6 separate regions of the Mus musculus genome follow, and all the other regions are linked to region 3. A link is a contact called in public HiChIP or PLAC-seq and promoter capture Hi-C data. All regions are on one chromosome and are shown on one strand. The core of a region is the stretch at or near the end of the contact, and the rest is flanking DNA. Distances in the headings are between cores, read along the strand shown.

Region 1 (3,146 bases), core at 453-2,952, 370 kb before region 3:
GTAGATGGATTCACATGTGGGTAAATGTATACATATGTGTGTAGATGGATACAATGGATACACATGTAGGTAGATGGATTCATATGTAGGTAGAGGATACACATGTGGACAGACTGAACCTATGTGAGTTGATGGATACATATGTGGCTAGAGGGATACACATGTGAGTAGATGCTTATACATGTGGGTAGATGAATAAAATAAGTACACATGTTAGAAAATGGATAAATAAATTGGTAGATGGATAAACGTGAGTAGATGGATGCACATGTGGGTAGATGGGTACACATGACAGTGGATGGATACACATGTGGGTAGATGGATATACAGGTGCATAGAAAGATAGACATGTGGATAGCTGAATACATATGTTATATGGATACACACGTGGGAAGATGGATACACTTATGTATAGTTGGATATACATGTGGATCGATGAATACACATGTGAGTAGATGGATATATATGTGTGTAGATTAATACACAGATGGGTAGAATGATATGCATGTGGGTAAAGATGTATACACATGTGGGGATATGTATACATATGGGGTAGATGGACATAATATATTCACATGTGGCTAGATGAATACACATATGGGTAGATATGTACCCATGTAAGTAAGTGGATATACATGTGGGTAGATGGATACATATATGGGTATGTGGATACACATGTTGATAGATGGATACACATGTGGGTAGATGGGTACCTACGTGGGCAGATGGATATCCTGGATACACATGTGGATAGATGGAGTGGAAGACATAATGGATAGATCAGTAGATGGATGAGGATGAATAAATGCATGGATATAGGGAGGAGGGATAGTTGGCTGTTTGTGTGGGTAGATGTGTGGTGCCAGGGTGGATGGATAGAGAGTTGGTTGCAGAAGAGTGTATGTGGATTGTTGAGTGAATGACAGGAGTTTAATTCACTGTCATCTTGTAAAGTTATTCCTGATAATATTTTAATAAATGTTAAATTGAGTCACTGTAACGCAGACTGAGTTCCACAGAACCATCATCTCACAATCTTACGAGAGGTGTATTTTAAAACACTCCCACTCGAGTTTGAGAAACACTGCACATTACAACCTGCTCAAGAAGGGCTCATTAGCATGCGAGCCCTGAGGATTCCTACCATGACAAATGCATTCTGCTCAACCTCTATAATTCAGCGCCTTCTTAACTCAGCACAGTATCCCTTATTACAGAGTTTTTATGTGGGCGACTGTCCCCAGCAAACAGAGAAGCTAATGGAGACTCATCAAGTATGAGGCTGGGCAGCTGAAATTCTGCTAAATGGGGACTAGACAGGATTCTGGGAGGGGATGACTGGGACTAGTCTGTCTTTGTTTCCAAGCCCAGGTGTTGGGGGAGGGAAAAGCCGCTCTCTTGCTTTTGGGAGCCTTTCACGACTCAATACTGAGTCATCGCACTTTACCTTCCCTTTGTTACCCTGGCAAGCTTTCAGATGGTTTTAGCTGTGGCGGTGATACAATGCTGAAATGATAAAATACCACCTCTTCTGCTGGGAACAAGAGGTTGGGAGGAATCTGATCATTTTTCCTGGAGAAGTCATCTTGCATTTCAAAGCAGAGTCTCTCCAACCTTTTCAACAGCTTCAGAACACAAAAACAGGAGATCCAAAGACTCAGGAGGGAGAAACCTGCTGGGCTGCCCCTCCCCCTCCCTCATCCAGGGAGGAAGCCAGGCTACACAGACCCTCTGGGGGCTCTTCGGGGCTCCCTCCACATCCCACTCCCACCCTCATCCCCATGTCACCTCCCTCCTTCCATGACCACATCCCTCCAGCCCTGCAGATCCTGTGTCCCGTGTCCCGTCTCGTCTCGTCCCGTCCCGTCCCGTCCCGTCCCCCCCCGTCCCCCCCCGTCCCCCCCCCCGTCCCCCCCCCCCCGTCCTCTGCAGAGAGTCCTGTGACTTCCTCTAGAGGCTGCACAGCCACCTCTGAGCTCTGACAGTTTCATTTGAGTCTTTCGTTTCTACACTTGTCCATTGCTTTCTCTTGGTTGGTTACACTTCATGGTGCCTGGACCCATGCCTATAGCCCTCCCCTGTCTGTGGCACAGGTCCTGGCACATGAGATTTGCACAACTGATGTCTTCCCTGAGTTGAGTTGCCAGGTGTGACAGGAAGGCACTCAGCAGGACACAGAGAGGCTGGATGAAGCCCTTGGAGTGACTCTTCCTCCCATGAAACTGATGGAGCTGGACATGTTCTTAGAAAGAATCTGATTCCCTGGAGAAAAGACTAGGTGGTCACCAGCTCTGAGGCTCCCCACCCTGGATCGCAGGACTATCCAGACCCACCATCTACCCAAAAGGAGAAAAAATGGCCAGGCCAAGTAGGGCTCTCCCCTTTGTGACAGCAGACATTATAGCTTTGTGGTCCATGTGCTCACTGTCCGGACAGCCCTTGGGGCAACAGAAGCTATGCTCGCTCTGTAGTTAGGGTTAGCTGGAGCCATGACAACATTGCCTCCTTGAAACCTTCAGGGTCTCCACCCAGCCCCTAATTGGCACAATATTCCAACATTTTTAGCTTCCAAAGTTGGGAGGAGTTAGCATAAAAGACCTTCAAAATGAGACTCAGAGCCCCAGAGTGATCCTGCCTACCCCAACCTCCTCTTTTTCACCTCACCATCTCTACACTACAGACTGTCAGTTTACAACTCTTGGACCCCTGGATATGGGGCCAGCAGCCTCAGCTGTGATCCCCAGTTCACATTGCTTCCCTTCTCAGGATAAGCTACTGTTGTTTTTGTTTTTGTTTTTTAAAATTATTTTTTGTATTAATCATTCCATTTGTTTACATCGCGAATGATGTCCCCTTTCCCGGTTACCCCTCCACAACCCTCCCCATTCTATCTGCCCTCTCCCCCCTCCCCTTTGCCTCTATGAGGGTGCTTCCCCCTGCTCCAGCATCCTCCTACTTTGGGGCATCAACCCTCCACAGGACCAAGGGCCTCCCCTCCCATTTAACCTAGGGACTCTGACCGCAACCACCAAACCGAGCTGTAACTTCCTGACAGTTCTGCAGCTCAGGATGAGATGGGATGGGTCCCATTGTACTGAACCAGCCCAAGGCATGACACACTCAGGGCCCTTGGGCCCCACTTCATC
Region 2 (3,167 bases), core at 326-2,825, 360 kb after region 3:
GGAGCTGGAGAGATAGCTTAGTGGTTAAGAGCACTGACTACTCTTCCAGAGGTCCTGAGTTCAATTCCCAGCAACCACATGGTGGCTCACAACCATCTGTAAGGGAATCTGATGCCCTCTTCTGGTATACACGGTACATGCAGATAGAGCACTCATATACATGAAATAAATAAATAAATCTTTTGTTTTTTAACATTTCTTTATTATGTGTAGAGTACTCTGGAGGAGTCAAGTGGCATTTTCACAGGGGCTACCTAAGACCATTAGAAAGCACAGATCTTTACATTATGTTTCATAACAATAGCAAAATTATGGTTACAAAGTGTTGATGAAAATCATTTCTATGGTGGGGATCACAACGACGTGCAGAGTTAGGATGGTTGAGAGTCACTGACCTAGGAGGCTCTGACTCCTTCCAGGCAGGTCAGCTAATGTAAGGAAGGGAAGGGAAGGGAAGGGAAGGGAAGGGAAGGGAAGGGAAGGGAAGGGAAGGGAAGGGAAGGGAAGAGGAAAATGCTGAAGAAAGGAGTGAGGAGGGCATGTCCTGAAGCCCTGCTAAGTCTGGAGCCACCTTGGTTAGGGACCAAGCAAGACCCCCTGGGCAAGAGGCGGTTGGTGAGCATGCGCCACCTAGTGGTCAGTTTTCAAATGGCGCCTCTAGGGAACCTGGGCAGTGTCCCTCAATGGGGCCAGCTGAGAGTTCATTTAAAAGCGACTTTATTTATTTTGGGTGGCAACAGGCAGTGCGGTTTCTGTTTTCCTTGGCTGGCTCTGCAGGCACTGTTTTTCCTCCCTGGAAGTCATAAAAAAATCACTTGGAAATGTTAATATTTTCCCATGCACAGGCCCATCCTAAGCTGTGTAGACCTGGCCTGGTCTTGGTCCCTTGGTGACCCTTTCAGGTTCTGTAAGGTGAAGCTGACTGGGGACCTGCCACCTCCTGCTTGCTTGGCAGACATCCTCCAGGCACATCACCTCCTTCTAGTCTCCAACGACTGCTGCTGTCTTGCCCTGTGCACCAGTGACCTGCACACCAGACAGGTACAGAGGTCCCAAGATCATGGCCTCTGCACTCACCCCACCTCCACCCTGTAGCCGGGACCCAGATTCTGGGATTATTGTGAGCTGAGTGGTGGACACAAGGCCATCTCTGTGAGCCCCGATCCCCTCTTACGTAATATGGAACAGAGAAGTGTCTGAGCTGTTCACGGGTCACTGAGAATTTATGAAAGTGAGAAAAGGGGCTCTTTTTCTAGAAGGTATGTGAGTAGATGGTACTACACCTGCCTGTGGGCATGTGGGGGAGGCACAGTAGGTGCCTTTTCCTAGATCTATCTTCCTCCTCACAGGGCTTTCACAGAGTTCTCTTCAGATAGAGCTCTCCCGGTGGGAGACCAGTCTCCACCCCAGAGGCCAAGACTCCTCTCTTCTCTGTCACACAGTCATCCAACTCCAGCTTGCTCACCCACCCCGATTTCAATTTCGATTTCGACACCCTTTCTTTCCGAGAACCACACCAAAGTTTCATTTTCTCTTTCTTTGAAAAGCTGGAGGGCGGGGAGGGGATGGAGCCAGATGGGTATTTGTTTCCGGGATGGTAACAGCTGGTGCCTGCAGGTCCAAGCAGCCATTCTTGCCTGTGGATTCAGAGCCCCAGGCCTGACCACAGTGCCAGAAACTGCCACCCCCTGCCCTAAAGGAGCCCCAAGGCTGCTGTGAGCATGGCAGAAGCTCCTGTTGACTTGAGCACAGGAGGTAAGCTAAACCTCTTCCTTCACCTCGCGTGGGTCCCAGCTGATGTTTCTAAGGCTCCTAGCTCTTTCCTTGGCCCAGACAGCAACAGGATTCTGAGGTCACCACAGGGAAGTCAGCTTGCTTCAAGGATCCTGTGCCCCAGATCCTTCATGTCACCTTACCTCATTGATGAGGTCACCAAGGCCTGTGACAGCCCTCGGGCTCCGAACTGTCATTTCAAGAGAGGACTTTGCTTTGATAAGGAGATGTGACTTTGATTTTACATTCAAGCTCTTCTCCTGCCCTATTTGAACCCTTGCTGAGACTACATACCCTGTCTAGGGGCTTCTGGGCTATGGGAGGCTGCGGGGTGCAGGGCTGTGTGAGGCTGCCATGCTGTGGGCAGGATTTAGTTCACTGCTTTTCTTCTTCATCTTTTGAAAAGCACTTCATTTTTGTTTTTTGTTTGTTTGCTTTTGTTTGGTTTGGTTTTTTCGAGACAGGGTTTTTCTGTGTAGCCCTGGCTGTCTTGGAACTCACTCTGTAGACTAGACTGGCCTCGAACTCAGAAATCCGCCTGCCTCTGCCTTCCAAGAGCTGGGATTAAAGGCGTGCGCCACCACGCCCAGCTGAAAATCATTTCTTATTTCAACATACTAGAAGTGGTTGCTCAAAAGCTATCAGGGAGGAGCCAAGCAAAGACCAGAACTAAGGTCACCTGGTTCCCATGGTTTCCTTTCACTGCTAACCTTTCCAGCCTGTCACCTGCAGCCTTCTGCTTTCCAAAGTCCCACTTTCAGACCCTGCAACCAGTCCTTCAAGTTCACCCTTTGGAGAAGGCTTGGCCTGCCTTGTGTGTCCCTAGGGGCCAGTGGGAGAAAGGAATGAAGGAGAGGCCACTACAGGGCACACTCCCCAGCAAAGGTTTTACAAGGCAAGGCAAAGCCAAGTCAGGAATAGATGCTCAGTGCTATAATCCTTCCCCCAACACCCTCCTCCTCCTCCACCCCCACCCCCAGCCCCACCCTGGGGTGGGGCTGTGGCTGAAGCAGGAGGATTGCTATGAGTTCCAGGCTAGCCTGAGCTAGACTTTGTCACAAGAGGAAAGAAAGAAAGGTAGAGGCAGACTCATGGATAAGCAGACAGACGTGCTGGAAGGGACATGAGGTGGAACTTGGGGATCCTCAGGGTTAGACACGGAGGAGGAGGCTGGGTAGCTAGCAGGGGTGGAGGGCTCTGGGAGGAAGCCTTCTGGAGTTGGCAGGCAGGCATCTGGAAGATGACATTGAGGCTGGGTTAAAGAGCTGAGCTGGGTTTTCAGGACTCCTGCTGTATCAGGCAAGGGAGGAGAGACCCATTTTTCTTATCTGCTGGGCTCCTGGGCTGGGAACACCCATGCCTTCGATGTGGGTGCTGAGCAGGAGAGAAAGGGA
Region 3 (3,004 bases), core at 218-2,717:
CTGTAGCACAGAGTTAATTCATTAAAGTTAGAGACACACGATTAAAAACAAAGCCAGAAGCTGTCCCGCTTTGTGTGTGCTGCGTGTCTACAGTAAGAACACGAGGCACGCTGCAGGGCCTCTGCAGCAAAACAAGCTTCTACTGCTCAGGTAATGGAAACTTATCAAGTCTGTTGGTCTAAAAGGAGGGAAAATTATTCTCAGCTAGAATCTTGGATCCTTTATAGAGCATAATTTTCTAGAAAGAAGAGCAAAAACACCAGGCAGTCATGACACACGCCTTTAATCAGAGCACTCGGGAAGCAGAGGCAGGCAGATCTCTGATTTTGAGGTCAACCTGGTCTACAGAGTGAGTTCCAGGGCACTCAGGGCTACACAGAGAAACCCTGTCTCAAAAAACAAAACAAAACAAAACAAAACAAAACAAAACAAAAAAATCCCACAAACAAAAGACAAATAATAAAGATAAAAATAACTATTTAGTGTTCTGAGGTAGAATCTAGGTACTGAAATGAAATTGTTCACTTATGACAAGACCAGCCTCCTATCAAGACTGTGGCTACAAGACAGCTGCTGGGGGGGGGGGGGGGAGTTCTGTTCCTGGGTGGAGCCTTGGGATCAATACTCAGTACTGCAGAAAAAGAAAAAAGAAAAAAAAAAAAAAGAAAGACTGTAAGACCCCAGCCTGTTCACTGTACACATTATAATTATCCATCATTTAGAATGAGCCTCTCTGATATAAAAGGATTAAACCACCGTCCCTTTATGTCACCTTGAACTGCATGTGCCTCTGCCCCCAAGTGAGTGGGTGGCCTGGACCACCATGCCTTAGACCAAATTTGTGTAACTGCTATACAAACTATTTTTCAAGCTTCTATTTTGTTCGTGGTAACAACAGAGTTTTTGAAGGGCGTTCTGGCTCCCTGCCCGTTCCATGGTGCTTCCTCTAGCCCCTAAAGGCCTTGCTTTGGGTCTGGTGGTATTTGAGGGCCTACACCCTCCCAACCCTGCGGTTTGAGCTTCCCCTGAAAAGGTTTAAGCCTAGCCTTCCCATCAGATGTGTTCCATACTTTTCTCCCTCCGAGGATGTCACAACGTCAGGGCACACGGGTTTGATGCCATTTCCACCCAAGCCTCTGCCTGTTCCAGCGTGGCCCAGGTTAGCTTGGATTGCTATGTTCCTAAAAGCACACGGCAGCAAGCCTGTCGACCACCTTAGAAACTGTGGACCCAGCGTTTCTCCCTAACCATGCAGACTGCCCTGAACAGACAAGAGGTTCCCCACAGGGCTAGCAGGCTGGCGAGGACCGCGGAGGAGGCTGGGGGGGGGGGGGGGGAGCAGTCTCCGGAAGCGCGGGCGCCCCTCTCCTGTCCCGGGGGCCCCAGGCGGGGGCGGCGATGACGCGCGGGATGACGCGGGCCATGCGGAGGGCGGCAGACGTGGCGGGGGCGGGCGCGCGTCCGCCGAAACGGCAGGGGGACGACCCCAAGGCGGGCGCGCGCCACACTCAGCCCTCCAGCAGGGCCCGCGCACAGGTTAGGGGGCACACAGGGGACCCGCTTGCCTCCACCGTGTCGCCAGACTTGACTCCTGACGTCTATGTCCTGCGGGTGAAGCTGGAGGAGACTGGGGAGCTGTTCCGCGTGGCCAACTGCCGCAACGACATGACAGTGCGGGAGCTCAAAGAAGAGCTGGACCTGATGGTCGGCATCCCCTTCAACCTGCAGCGGCTGCATTTCCTGGACCGAGGTGGCCCCTGCCCGACCCCTTCCCGCACCCCATGAGCTCCTCCCACTCAATGGCCCCCCCCCCCGGCCCACTCCTGCCCTGGGTCCCCATGACACTCGTAACTGCCAGAGAATCCAAGGTGACCAAGTCAAACCCAACCACTCGAGCCCCATCTAGAACGGCCCCTTGGAGCGCTGGCCACTCAAGGGCTCCTAACTCCAAGCACATGGGTGGGTGTCTTATTAACCCCAAATATATAGGTGAACCTCATTCACAAGCATTGTGTCTGTCGCAGGCTGTGGTCTGCCAACCTTGAGCAAGTCCAGGCTGCTCAGAACCTCAACTCTCAAAACCACAAGACCTTCTGGGCAGCCTCTTGTCTTCCTTAGGGAGCCCAGGCCCCCAAGACAACCATGTCTACCTAAGACTTCACTCTTGAAACAAAACTAGGTCTTAGTAGACCCTACCACTACCAAATCGAGGACAGGCCTTTCCCCCCATGAGAACCTGGATCCAAACCAAACCCTAAGTGGTGGATACCAAATTCTCTAGTTAGCCTGTCTATGCGAGCATTTCAGAAGCTGGGACAAACCTTGTTGGCCTCAGGTCCCCAAAGGCAGAGGACATCTGCCTAAGATTGAACCCCAAATCTCCAAGCTGAAAATAACTAGCTCAGAGCCCCAACCCTAAAACTCAAACCAACCGTGTCCATACATGTCTGCACAAACACAGAAGAAGCCATCTGGACCTGGGACCCTCAAGACCCAGGACAAAGTCGACCAAGACTGAACTTGGTTTCTAGGCTAATGACCACTGCCTCGGGAACCCATGTCCTCCATCCCCACTGGCTATCCAGAGATACTAAACAAAATCCTACCCACCTTAGGAAACCCCAAATCCAGGCCAAGCATGACCAGATCTATTTTAGGTGACCCCAAGATTCCATCAACTGTGTCTACATAGAGATGCTAGAACTCAGATCAAACTTTCCCCTCCTGGAACCCCAAACCCAGAATAAAGCTGAGTGCCCAGATCTCATTCCCACACCAACCGCTACCAACACCGCCCCCCAACTCATACCAACTGTATATTCTCTCAAGGGTGTTAAAATTCAAAACAAAACCTGCCAATCCTACAACCCCAAGCCCAGAACACAGCTACTCAAGGTTAAACCCCCAAATCTCTCAGGCTAACCACTACTGCAGCTCCCCAAATGCCTGCTCACTTAACTCTGCATACAGAGATACTAAAACTCAAAATGAACCTTGCTTATCC
Region 4 (2,851 bases), core at 79-2,578, 470 kb before region 3:
CTTTTGTGTTCTCTCTCTCTCTCTTTCTTCTCCTAAAATAGAATAAATCTTTTTAAAAATCCAAACAATCAACACAGATACTCAGTCATGTTCAAACAAGCCAGTAACAGTATTCATAAGGAATCCAGTGCAGATGGCCCTTTTGTGAGCACTGAGAGTCTCAGTCCCCAGCTAAGCATCCTGAATGCAAATGCAAATGCCCTCTATCCAGGGACAGACAGACCCTCCCTTGGTGGTAAGACTAACCATCTTCAGGGAGTGAGCACCGGACATAGAGAGGGGTGGACCTTTTGCCCGGCCTTCTAGAAGCTCCGGTTGAGTCCGAAAGACAAGCTGTCGAGAGCCCCAGTGCTGATAAGGGTTAAATAGCGCTCGATACAACGTTCGCTGATAGTCAAGGCAGCACCTGATTAATTGCCCAGGGAATGGCTGGGATGATAAATGTTTTAGGAACTCCGAGGAGGGAGCCATTTCTCCAAGTCAAGCAGAACCGACAGACGCCACGGGGGTAATTGTGCCCTTTTGAAGGGGCCTGTGGGGCTGCTGTCTGGGGAGGTCATTGTCCCAAGGTAGAGACAGAAAAGAGCCTTTTAATTTTTTTTTTTTAAGGAACATCTGATGCTTCATTGGTTGCTCTTTGCTTACTTCTCCCCCCCCCCCCCTTTAGGAAATAAGAGGCAGCAAAAACTCGCTATTCATTTCCTTTCTACCTCCTTAAACCTCTTATCAACTTCTCTCTCTAACGTGGGGCTGGAATTCAGTGTTTATGTTATAGACCCAGAGGATGAAGATGCTGGCCTTCAGCCCCCAAAGCAACTGGGGTATCTCTCTCTTGGCAAATGGCTTCATGCCACATTACAAAATCATCCTTCTCAAGGAAGTGATAAGACTGACAAGTGTTTAGACTTTGCCCTAATTTTTCAAGAGGCTGAAGCAGAGATACTTCTCTGAAGCTCTTGGGTCCTGGTTTCAATTTGCTCCGGGTATCTATTGAGCATAAACAGCCCCTTTCATCATGGCCTGAACCATGAACTGATTCACAGATGCCCAAGGCTTTATCTCATCAGATCTCAATCTCATGGCCGAGTCTCTGTGAGCAAGGGAGGCTGTCTGACTGGCTAGAAACTCCAGGCCTGGATGGGAAGATGTCACATCTTGAGATAGTGGGGGGCTGGAGGGGGTGGGGGTGGGGACCAACACGAACAAATGCAAACAGCCCTTCGTGAGCTATGATGGGCAGGTGCAGCTGCCTCCCAGCCCAGTGGGGCCAGCTCCAGGCTCTCCTGTCCCCAGCAGCAGGAAAGCAGATGGCTGGTGATGGATCACAGGGCTGTCATCTGCGGGGGCTGAATGGTGATGTCACAGCTGGGGAGGGGGCTTCAGGAGCTGGGAGAGGCCCAGAGAGAAGTGCATTAGGTTGGAGGCTGGACTTACATGTGGTGTCTTCTCTCTCTTTCTTTCCCCTCCCCCCTCTTTTATTGCTCAGAACTAAGAAACTTGAACCCCTGTGAAAAATCTAACATCTGAACAAACATAGCCCTCAGGGTAGTTAAAGCATGCCCTGAGCCCAGTCCTTCTTAAATGGCTATTGGGGGATTTTGCTAGGATGTTCCCATGGTGTTAAAAGCCAGGCTTTGGGGACAGAATTGGTGACAGGTCCTACAGAGCCACACCACTAAGCTAGGGGCGTGACACCTATTCTCTCAGTTTCCTCCCCCTCTAAATGGGGCTGTGGAAGGCATGCATACAAATAGCACACACGGAGGGTGAGAGGTGAATTCCCCACCCCCACCCCTGCAAGGGCAAGCACAGAGCACCAGCTGTGGGCAGATGAGACTGTACAGGCAAAGCCCCTCCCACCCTGGGAGTTCTTGTTGCAATGAGACTCCTTTGGATTTTTCTCAGTACTCTCTAGAGCAGGAGAGGGCAGATGCTTGGGAGGAGACAGCATAGATCACTTGCTCAGAGGTCCAGAGGTACAGGAGGATGAGGTAAGCAGCAACAGAGGCTGCTGAGAGGCTGTGGGAGCATGGTCAAGCCAAGGGAGTAGATAACAATTTCCAGTTTAAACAGTGACAGAAGCTTGGAGGCAAAAACACTCATGCATTTACAGGGCAGGGTCCTAGCTAGCGGGAAACAGAGGCAAGAGAAGAAGGGGGCTGGGGAGTCTGTTTTATTTCAAATTATAAACAAGTTCCGTATGTTGATTCTCAAGGAAGGCAGCCTTGGCTCCAAAGAGGCTGACAGTTATTTGTTGATCTTATGGAAACTATATCATCAAATATTTCACCATTGCTTGAGTTCTTGGGAGAAACAATATCTCATGAGTTCCTCCAGCATACAATATCATCAGGACAGAAAGCTGGAGGAATTTATGAGGAGGCAAAACTTCCAGAGACCCAGGCATCCTTGGATAGGATGGGCTTCACCACTTCTGTGAGTTGGGTGTTCCCAGCAGCAAGACCCAGAGCAGCCACAAGCTTGTCCCACTGTCACCATTGATAAGGCTGCTTCTTGCAGAGGCTCCTGCCATTGCCCTTGCTAGTGTGATGGAGCCCAGGCTCAGAACCCTGGCCTCTGAAGTAGACGTATCCAAAGGGAAGTGATAAGCATGGCCTCCCAGATGAGGTGTCTGTAGGATATCACCAGGTCCACACGCTCACTGGGTAGCAGCGCCCTGCAGCTCCTCTCATTGACACCATGCCCTCTAGAATGACACCCTGCATCTTTCTAAGGGAATCCTTCTCAGTAAGAATTCCCAGGGTCTCCCCTCAACTAGTCCTCTTTATACAGGAGCATCACACAGCTCATAAAGGTTACACAGGCACACCCTGAGTTCAGGCGAGACATG
Region 5 (2,979 bases), core at 40-2,539, 430 kb before region 3:
GAGTTGATCAGAGACTTTGTTGTTTGAATGAATGAATGAATGAATGAATGTGTATGTAGGCTGCCAAAGGCTGGGCGATCTCTTTGGGCTGGGAGGGTGGTTCTGTTTGTAAAGTGCCAGGCATGATAGTACACAGTTGTAACTTCAGTGCTGGGGAGGTGAAGGCAGGAGGGTATGGGGGGGGGGCGGGGCTTACTGGCCATCAGTCTAGCTTAACTGGTTTCTGGTTAAGCTCCAGCCTGAGACCCTGTTTCTGAAGATGGTACCCAAGGTTGTTCTCTGGCCTATAAAACACAAACAAACACATTATATATATACACATATATACACAATATACACATATGCACACATACACATATGTACAAGAGAGAGAGAGTAAGTGAGCCTGAGAAAGACAGACAGGATTGGGGGGGGGGAGGAGAGAAACATGCATAGAAAAAGAAAGACCCTTGTCCCCTGAAGAGCAAGCTCTCTCTAAAGTAATGGTCTTTATGTGCTTGACACGGGGCAGATCCCTTCCCCTCCTCCCCTTGCTAGGAGACAGAGCTCCTGGGAAGATGAGCTCAGACATGGTTCTCTGCCCGGCCAAATGGAAACGTGGGCTTCCATTCCCAATGTGTCAGTGTGCGGGCTCCAGAGCGGAACCCTGGCTGCTGGGGAGAGCTGTGAACAGATCATAGAATTCCAAGCTGCATCTCCAAGCCAACAAGTTTGAATTATGAGAGGAGTGAGGGGCCCGTGGAAGCTTGGAGGTCACCCACGAAGACATCTGAACATTTGTTTCCCAGCTCCAGCCCCTGTGTTCAACTGCACAGTACACTTAATCCAACATGAAATACTGCATATTGAATCCCCTCCCCGGTGGCGGCCTTCCTGGCTCACTGAGGCACCTTCTCTCATTGCTCTGGGTACAACTGGATGTGGGTTAGCATAACCTTTCCTATGTTAGCATTCTAGTCTGCGCTAGGATACTAGTGTGAGTGAAGCAGAGAGGCAGGCCGCAGACACATCCCTGAGAGAGGGAACTAATTGGCATGGGGAGGGCAGGCTGGGAGGGAGGCTCCTCAGATGAGCAAGGCTGCTGAGGGCGAAGGAGCTGGGCTGCAGAAGGAGCCCCCAACTTCAGGCTATTAAGTTATTACGGCTGATTGCATTGGAGGGGCCTCGGCCGCAGGCCCCTCGCTGGCAGCGCTCCTGTGATTTTCTGGGAAAGGCTGGGAGGGAGGCTGAGATCATTGAGAGGCAGCCCCGCCCCACGCCCTCTCCACAGGGGCCAGAGGAGCCTCGTGAATTATTCTGCTGACATCCTGGTATGCCTATCTGCAGTCTTTTCCAGGCTCTTGCTGTCAGTGGCCCCTCTCATGGGGACTGACCTGGGGTTCCTTACATATTGGTCCCATCTGTGAGGAAGAAGGAGGCAGAGGTGAAGGTTGGAGGCTTTGAAGGGCTAGCAATCTCCACTCTCCTCTAAATGAGTTCTGCCATTTTTCCCTCGGTCAGTCCCTCTTCCGTCCCAGCCCTGATGGAAGCAGGAGCCTGGTACAGTGGGAAAAGAGCTCTTCATGTATGTCTGTGTGCAGGGTGTGTGTGTGTGTGTGTGTGTGTGATGGTGCTGCCTGCTGGCAGGAGAAGGCCACAGGATTTCCAAGTGGTGTTTCATACATAGCAACACTGTCTTTATTTAGGGTGTATGTTTATGTCAAGGGCTTTATGGGTTTCTCACATTACAGATTTGGCTGTTACAACCTACCCAAAGTCAGCAAGGTCTTAGTAACACGGGAATCATGGTTCTCACTTCGCAGGCAGCTGTGCCATCTACATAGTCTTCAGAGACCCTGTTCCCTGCCCACCCCAACCCCAACCAACACCATCACTTCACTCTTCTGTAGCCAATGCAGGCTTCTAGTTCACCATACAAAATGGCTGCTCCGAGCCCTACCATTGCAGAGGGAATAAAGGAACATGAGGGCTCTTGCCACTTCTCCTGCTCACATTGTGTTTCCTACCACTATGGCCCAAATCTACATACCACCCCATGTAGCTGCAAGGTAAGCTGGGCCTTTATTCTGGGTGATCATATGTCTAGGTCTATCCTGTTAGTACAGAAGGGCAAATTAGAAGATGAGGTAAGAAGTGAATCTTCTAGCCCCTCCCTAGGTATGTGCTTGGTTATAAGGATGACCCCCCCCCATACACACACGCAAACACACACATACACATACATACACAAACATACACATACAAGCACACACACACACACACACAAACATACACATACAAACACACACACACACACACACACACACACACACACACACACACACACACACAGAGAGAGCTTTCTCTCAAGGATATATGCAAGACTTCCTTCCTCCTCAGCTGACTTTGTTAATCAGTGCCAATTGGTCTACAGCCTCTACAGCCCTCTTCCTAGATCTCAGCTGCATGGCTATTTGGGGGCTCTCTCAGCTGCATGGCTATTTGGGGGCTCTCACAGCAGACTGTTTTTGACCCAGGTTCTCCATTCCCTCTTCTGTGTGTGCCATACACCCCCAAACACATCTTAGAACTAGAGAGCAAACTCACTGTGGACTGAAACTCCGCTGACTTGCTACTCTGGAGCGCTCACAGCCTTGGGACTTTGTTCAACTGTCTGAGACATGGAGCAAGTGAACGCAGCAACACAACAGTGACCCACTTATTCTGTCCAGCGTCAGGTAGTAAAACCCTTTGGCTTTGCAACCAGAGAGTCCGTGGAGAACTACTCAGCTGCCCCTGTAGCATAAACCAACCTCAAAACATATGTAAATGAGTAGACATGTTGGGTATGTGTGCCAATACAACTTTATTCCAAAAAGTAGGTGCAGGCCTGATGTAGCCAGCATGTACTTTAAAAGAGGGTCCAGTGCTGGTGTTAGAGAAGATCAAGAGCTGAAGGCAGCCATGTTACAGACAAGCTAGGAAGAAAGTAGCAGGGTA
Region 6 (2,864 bases), core at 232-2,731, 490 kb after region 3:
AGAGTCGTGTATGCCCACACTGAAGCAAGACCCCATCAGTGGGCGAGGAGAAAAATAGAATGTGGACCATATGTGCAACGGCTCACTATGCAGCCCTGAAAGAGCAAGTGCTCTCCAGCCTAGGTGAACACTGAGCTCTGCTGGGCGGTGTGGTGGGAGCTCCCAGGGGAGTCAGCATCCTTGGGAAGGACAGGAGAACAGAGGGCAGCAGGGGCGGGAGCACAGAGGAATAGCGTTTAATGAGGACATTGCAACACCCATTGAACCGTTATTCAGCATGAAGACTTAGAAAGGCCATGAAGGCTACTCAACAGTGCGACACTCTGAACACCTCTAAACTAACTGTATATTTAGCCATTGTGGGGCCAGCAATATGGGTCAGCAGGTAAAAGGTGCTTGCTGCCAAGCCTTAATGACTTGAGTTCAATCCCCAGGAGAGAACTGAAGCCATCCTGACACTTGTCCTCTGAGCCCACATGCATACCTTGACACACATGAGTGCTATACGTGCACACAAATCATTGTAGTTTTAAAGAAGTACCATGGGAGCTGGAGAGGTGGCTCAGAGGTTAAGAGCACTGGCTTCTCTTCCAGCGATTCCAAGTTCAATTCCCAGCAACCACCTGGTGGCTTACAACCATCTGGAATGCGATCCAATGCCCTCTTCTGGTGCGTCTGAAGACATACATTAAATAAATAGATCTTTTGAAAAGAAGAAGTACCACAGTGGGAGCTCTTCTGTGCACTTCACAGCACTTTAACACTCTTAGTTTAAGAACAAATGAGGCTGGAGAGGTGGCTCAGTGGTTATAGAGCACTGTTGGCCCATGCAGAGGACCTAGGTCCAGCTCCCAGCAGGCACACAGCAGCTCACAACTGTTAGTAACTCCAGTTGCAGGGCATCTGACGCCCTCTTCTTGCCTCCGGGGACAGTGTACGCACACATACATGTAGGCAAAACACTCACACATGAAATAAAAATAAGCCTTTTTAAAGAGCATGCAAGGGAAAGAACATGTTCTTAGGATGCTAACCTAAGAGGCTGGGGCGAGGCCGTCCCTCAGTCAGGAAAGTGGTTGTCTAGCATGAAGCCCTGTGTTTGATCCCAGCACAGAATAAACTGCATGCAGTGGTGCAGGGTTTGTAATCCCAGCATTGGGGAGACAAGAGGCTTGGGAGTTCACAGTCATTCTTAGCTACATAGTGAGTTCAAAGCCAACTTGGACTATATGAGACCTTGTCTCAAAATAAAAAAAAAAAAAAAAAAAAAAAAAAAAAAGCAAGCCTCGTAGGTCTCTAAAGAGCAGTCAAAAATCTCCTTATAAGCAGACTTTTGGATCGGACAGCAAAGTTTGGCTGGAATGTTGACTCTGTTCTATGACAAACCCCATCCAGGAGGAGAGCGCAGCACACAGTTGCTGAAGGGTGGCAGATTCCAATGCACTGGGCTCTAACACAGCTGCAGTGCATCTAGTGCCCACCAGAGGGCAGGCGTCAACTTCTCAAACACTGGTACTGGTGATTCAAGGCACTTCCATAAACACACAAAGTCCGGACTCAATCTTGGCAGCTTACCTTGTGTTGTACCCGAGGAGAATTTGTTGATGAGGGTGGCAGGTTAGGGGAGCTACCTGGGAAGGACTTCCTTTAGAGACTTGGAGATTCACCTCTGCCCCAGCTCACGCCTGTTTTGCCAGGAGACAGTATATCCCCTTGTAACTTAGGTTGATGACAGCATTCTCCTACAAAGACCGTTAAAACGAGAGAGAGAGAGAGAGAGAGAGAGAGAGAGAGAGAGAGAGAGAGAGAGAGAGAGAGAGAGAGAGAGAGAGAGACCAACAGAAAGCATGCTTTACATCGTGATAACCTCTACAGCTGACATCGAGGTCCATTGGTGGCATCCATGTCATGATGGCTCACTTTTGGAAAGTGGCAAGAACAGGTTTTTTCCTAGGTCTGGTCTCCCGAATGAACGCTCATCTCTTCTGATGCCCATGACAGGCCTCAGGCTGGTCCTATCAGTGGTCCTGGTTTTGTCTCTAAGGCAAGTGAAACATACCGACGACAGCGAATGACTTGGAGTGTGGTGCTCATCTCCGCTCACACTCCCTCGCCCCAGCCTTTCGTAGAAGTTGATTTGTAGTGAGTACCTGGTGTGAGATGCTCACACCAGCCGCCCCACATTCCCAAGGCATGGCTGTCATAAACACGGTCACCACCAATCATCTCTGCAACCTGCACAACCTAGTGTTTCAAATGGTGTGCCTGCCTCTGCTTCCACCCTGAGCAGAGGACAGAACAGGAGGCCCGCTGTGCTGGACACCACAGAAAGTGCCACAAAAGTCTCCTGTGGCCAGGAGATGTCATACAAACAGCTCTGGTAAAATAGCTCTCTTGGGGGCTGGAGAGATGTCTCCATTGTTTAGAGCATTGCCTGTTCTTCCAGAGAACCCAGGTTCAATTCCAAGCATCCACATAGCAGCTCACAACTGCCTCCGGTTCCGAGGGATCTGAGGCCCTCCTCCGACTTCCACAGGCACCAGGCACACGAATAGTGAATAGATACCCAGGCAAGCAAAATACACACATAAAATAAAAATAAATCTAAAAAAAATTTTTTTAAATATTTCTCTTAGAGGCAACTGAGCTTAGAGGGTGGCCTGCTGTACTCATCATTTCTGGTTAATGGCTGCAAGCGTGCAGAGCAATCCAAACGTGATTAAGATTTCTCAAACAGTGATTCTATTCTAAGGCCTGAACTGTGAAAAGGAGTAATGTAGACCTGGGAGTGGGGGTAGCTCAGTGGTAGAGAGCATGCCTGCTTAGCTTAGCTTATGCTGGTCCCATCCCCAGCACCCGTGACA

The links. Promoter capture Hi-C pulls out the DNA fragments that hold promoters and counts their contacts. HiChIP or PLAC-seq counts read pairs in DNA pulled down with a chosen protein or histone mark.
Region 1: a contact with region 3 is called in a promoter capture Hi-C map of embryonic stem cells, with 5 times the contacts expected there. The contact joins the enhancer-like site here to the promoter of Ankrd60 in region 3. A contact is called at or near these places in 9 of 39 promoter capture datasets (the 3T3-L1 cell line, the HPC-7 cell line, HPC-7-derived erythroid cells and 5 more), 1 of 15 datasets of contacts at CTCF or cohesin (embryonic stem cells), 14 of 484 Hi-C or Micro-C datasets (embryonic fibroblasts, embryonic stem cells, extraembryonic ectoderm and 5 more), 3 of 115 datasets of contacts at active chromatin or transcription factors (differentiating embryonic stem cells, embryonic basal ganglia and neural tube) and 4 of 9 other capture datasets (adipose tissue, embryonic stem cells, liver and 1 more).
Region 2: a promoter capture Hi-C map of hematopoietic stem and progenitor cells shows a contact between it and region 3, with 3 times the contacts expected there. The contact joins the promoter of Zbp1 here to the promoter of Ankrd60 in region 3. A contact is called at or near these places in 15 of 39 promoter capture datasets (the C10 cell line, the HPC-7 cell line, the SN4741 cell line and 11 more), 7 of 484 Hi-C or Micro-C datasets (the F1.1 cell line, bone marrow-derived macrophages, embryonic fibroblasts and 3 more), 15 of 115 datasets of contacts at active chromatin or transcription factors (CD8 T cells, the SCID.adh cell line, craniofacial prominence and 11 more) and 4 of 9 other capture datasets (adipose tissue, liver, macrophages and 1 more).
Region 4: an H3K4me3 HiChIP or PLAC-seq map of neural tube shows a contact between it and region 3, with 6 times the contacts expected there. The contact joins the enhancer-like site here to the promoter of Ankrd60 in region 3. A contact is called at or near these places in 6 of 39 promoter capture datasets (the C10 cell line, HPC-7-derived erythroid cells, cranial neural crest and 2 more), 2 of 15 datasets of contacts at CTCF or cohesin (embryonic stem cells and large pre-B cells), 2 of 484 Hi-C or Micro-C datasets (the G1E-ER4 cell line and cranial neural crest), 13 of 115 datasets of contacts at active chromatin or transcription factors (craniofacial prominence, differentiating embryonic stem cells, embryonic basal ganglia and 10 more) and 4 of 9 other capture datasets (embryonic stem cells, embryonic tail, liver and 1 more).
Region 5: a contact with region 3 is called in an H3K4me3 HiChIP or PLAC-seq map of neural tube, with 7 times the contacts expected there. The contact joins the enhancer-like site here to the promoter of Ankrd60 in region 3. A contact is called at or near these places in 9 of 39 promoter capture datasets (the 3T3-L1 cell line, the HPC-7 cell line, embryonic stem cells and 3 more), 1 of 15 datasets of contacts at CTCF or cohesin (the NIH/3T3 cell line), 6 of 484 Hi-C or Micro-C datasets (bone marrow-derived macrophages, cortical neurons, granulocyte-monocyte progenitors and 2 more), 7 of 115 datasets of contacts at active chromatin or transcription factors (embryonic basal ganglia, embryonic hindbrain, embryonic midbrain and 4 more) and 4 of 9 other capture datasets (adipose tissue, embryonic stem cells, liver and 1 more).
Region 6: an H3K27ac HiChIP or PLAC-seq map of double positive thymocytes shows a contact between it and region 3, with 7 times the contacts expected there. The contact joins the enhancer-like site here to the promoter of Ankrd60 in region 3. A contact is called at or near these places in 3 of 39 promoter capture datasets (embryonic stem cells and liver), 7 of 115 datasets of contacts at active chromatin or transcription factors (T-cell acute lymphoblastic leukemia, craniofacial prominence, double positive thymocytes and 4 more) and 4 of 9 other capture datasets (adipose tissue, embryonic stem cells, liver and 1 more).

What each region holds. Positions count from the first base shown.
Region 1 is chr2:173,948,652-173,951,797 of GRCm38.p6, reverse strand. No RefSeq gene overlaps it. Among named protein-coding and RNA genes, the nearest start is that of Gm30143, 69 kb to the left of the region's middle. Within about 2 kb of position 1,702, at least 18 of the 459 cell types and tissues checked have an H3K27ac peak or open chromatin away from gene starts, as enhancers often do. A contact at or near this core is called in differentiating embryonic stem cells, embryonic stem cells, extraembryonic ectoderm and 1 more, where this site is marked.
Region 2 is chr2:173,217,330-173,220,496 of GRCm38.p6, reverse strand. Zbp1 (Z-DNA binding protein 1) reads left to right here and starts at 1,575. Exons shown (of 8, transcript NM_021394.2): 1 at 1,575-1,755. The coding sequence starts at 1,722.
Region 3 is chr2:173,576,736-173,579,739 of GRCm38.p6, reverse strand. Ankrd60 (ankyrin repeat domain 60) reads left to right here and starts at 1,467. Exons shown (of 4, transcript NM_027303.2): 1 at 1,467-1,750. The coding sequence starts at 1,666. It also overlaps the pseudogene Ppp4r1l-ps.
Region 4 is chr2:174,048,693-174,051,543 of GRCm38.p6, reverse strand. No RefSeq gene overlaps it. Among named protein-coding and RNA genes, the nearest start is that of Stx16, 27 kb to the left of the region's middle. Within about 2 kb of position 1,328, at least 51 of the 459 cell types and tissues checked have an H3K27ac peak or open chromatin away from gene starts, as enhancers often do. A contact at or near this core is called in embryonic limb bud, embryonic tail and neural tube, where this site is marked.
Region 5 is chr2:174,006,746-174,009,724 of GRCm38.p6, reverse strand. No RefSeq gene overlaps it. Among named protein-coding and RNA genes, the nearest start is that of Gm30143, 11 kb to the left of the region's middle. Within about 2 kb of position 1,289, at least 57 of the 459 cell types and tissues checked have an H3K27ac peak or open chromatin away from gene starts, as enhancers often do. A contact at or near this core is called in neural tube, second pharyngeal arch cranial neural crest and uterus, where this site is marked.
Region 6 is chr2:173,088,283-173,091,146 of GRCm38.p6, reverse strand. The region is part of intron 2 of Gm40011; the gene reads right to left. Among named protein-coding and RNA genes, the nearest start is that of Gm40011, 6.9 kb to the right of the region's middle. RefSeq lists an enhancer at 2,280-2,864. Within about 2 kb of position 1,481, at least 14 of the 459 cell types and tissues checked have an H3K27ac peak or open chromatin away from gene starts, as enhancers often do. A contact at or near this core is called in T-cell acute lymphoblastic leukemia, double positive thymocytes and regulatory T cells, where this site is marked.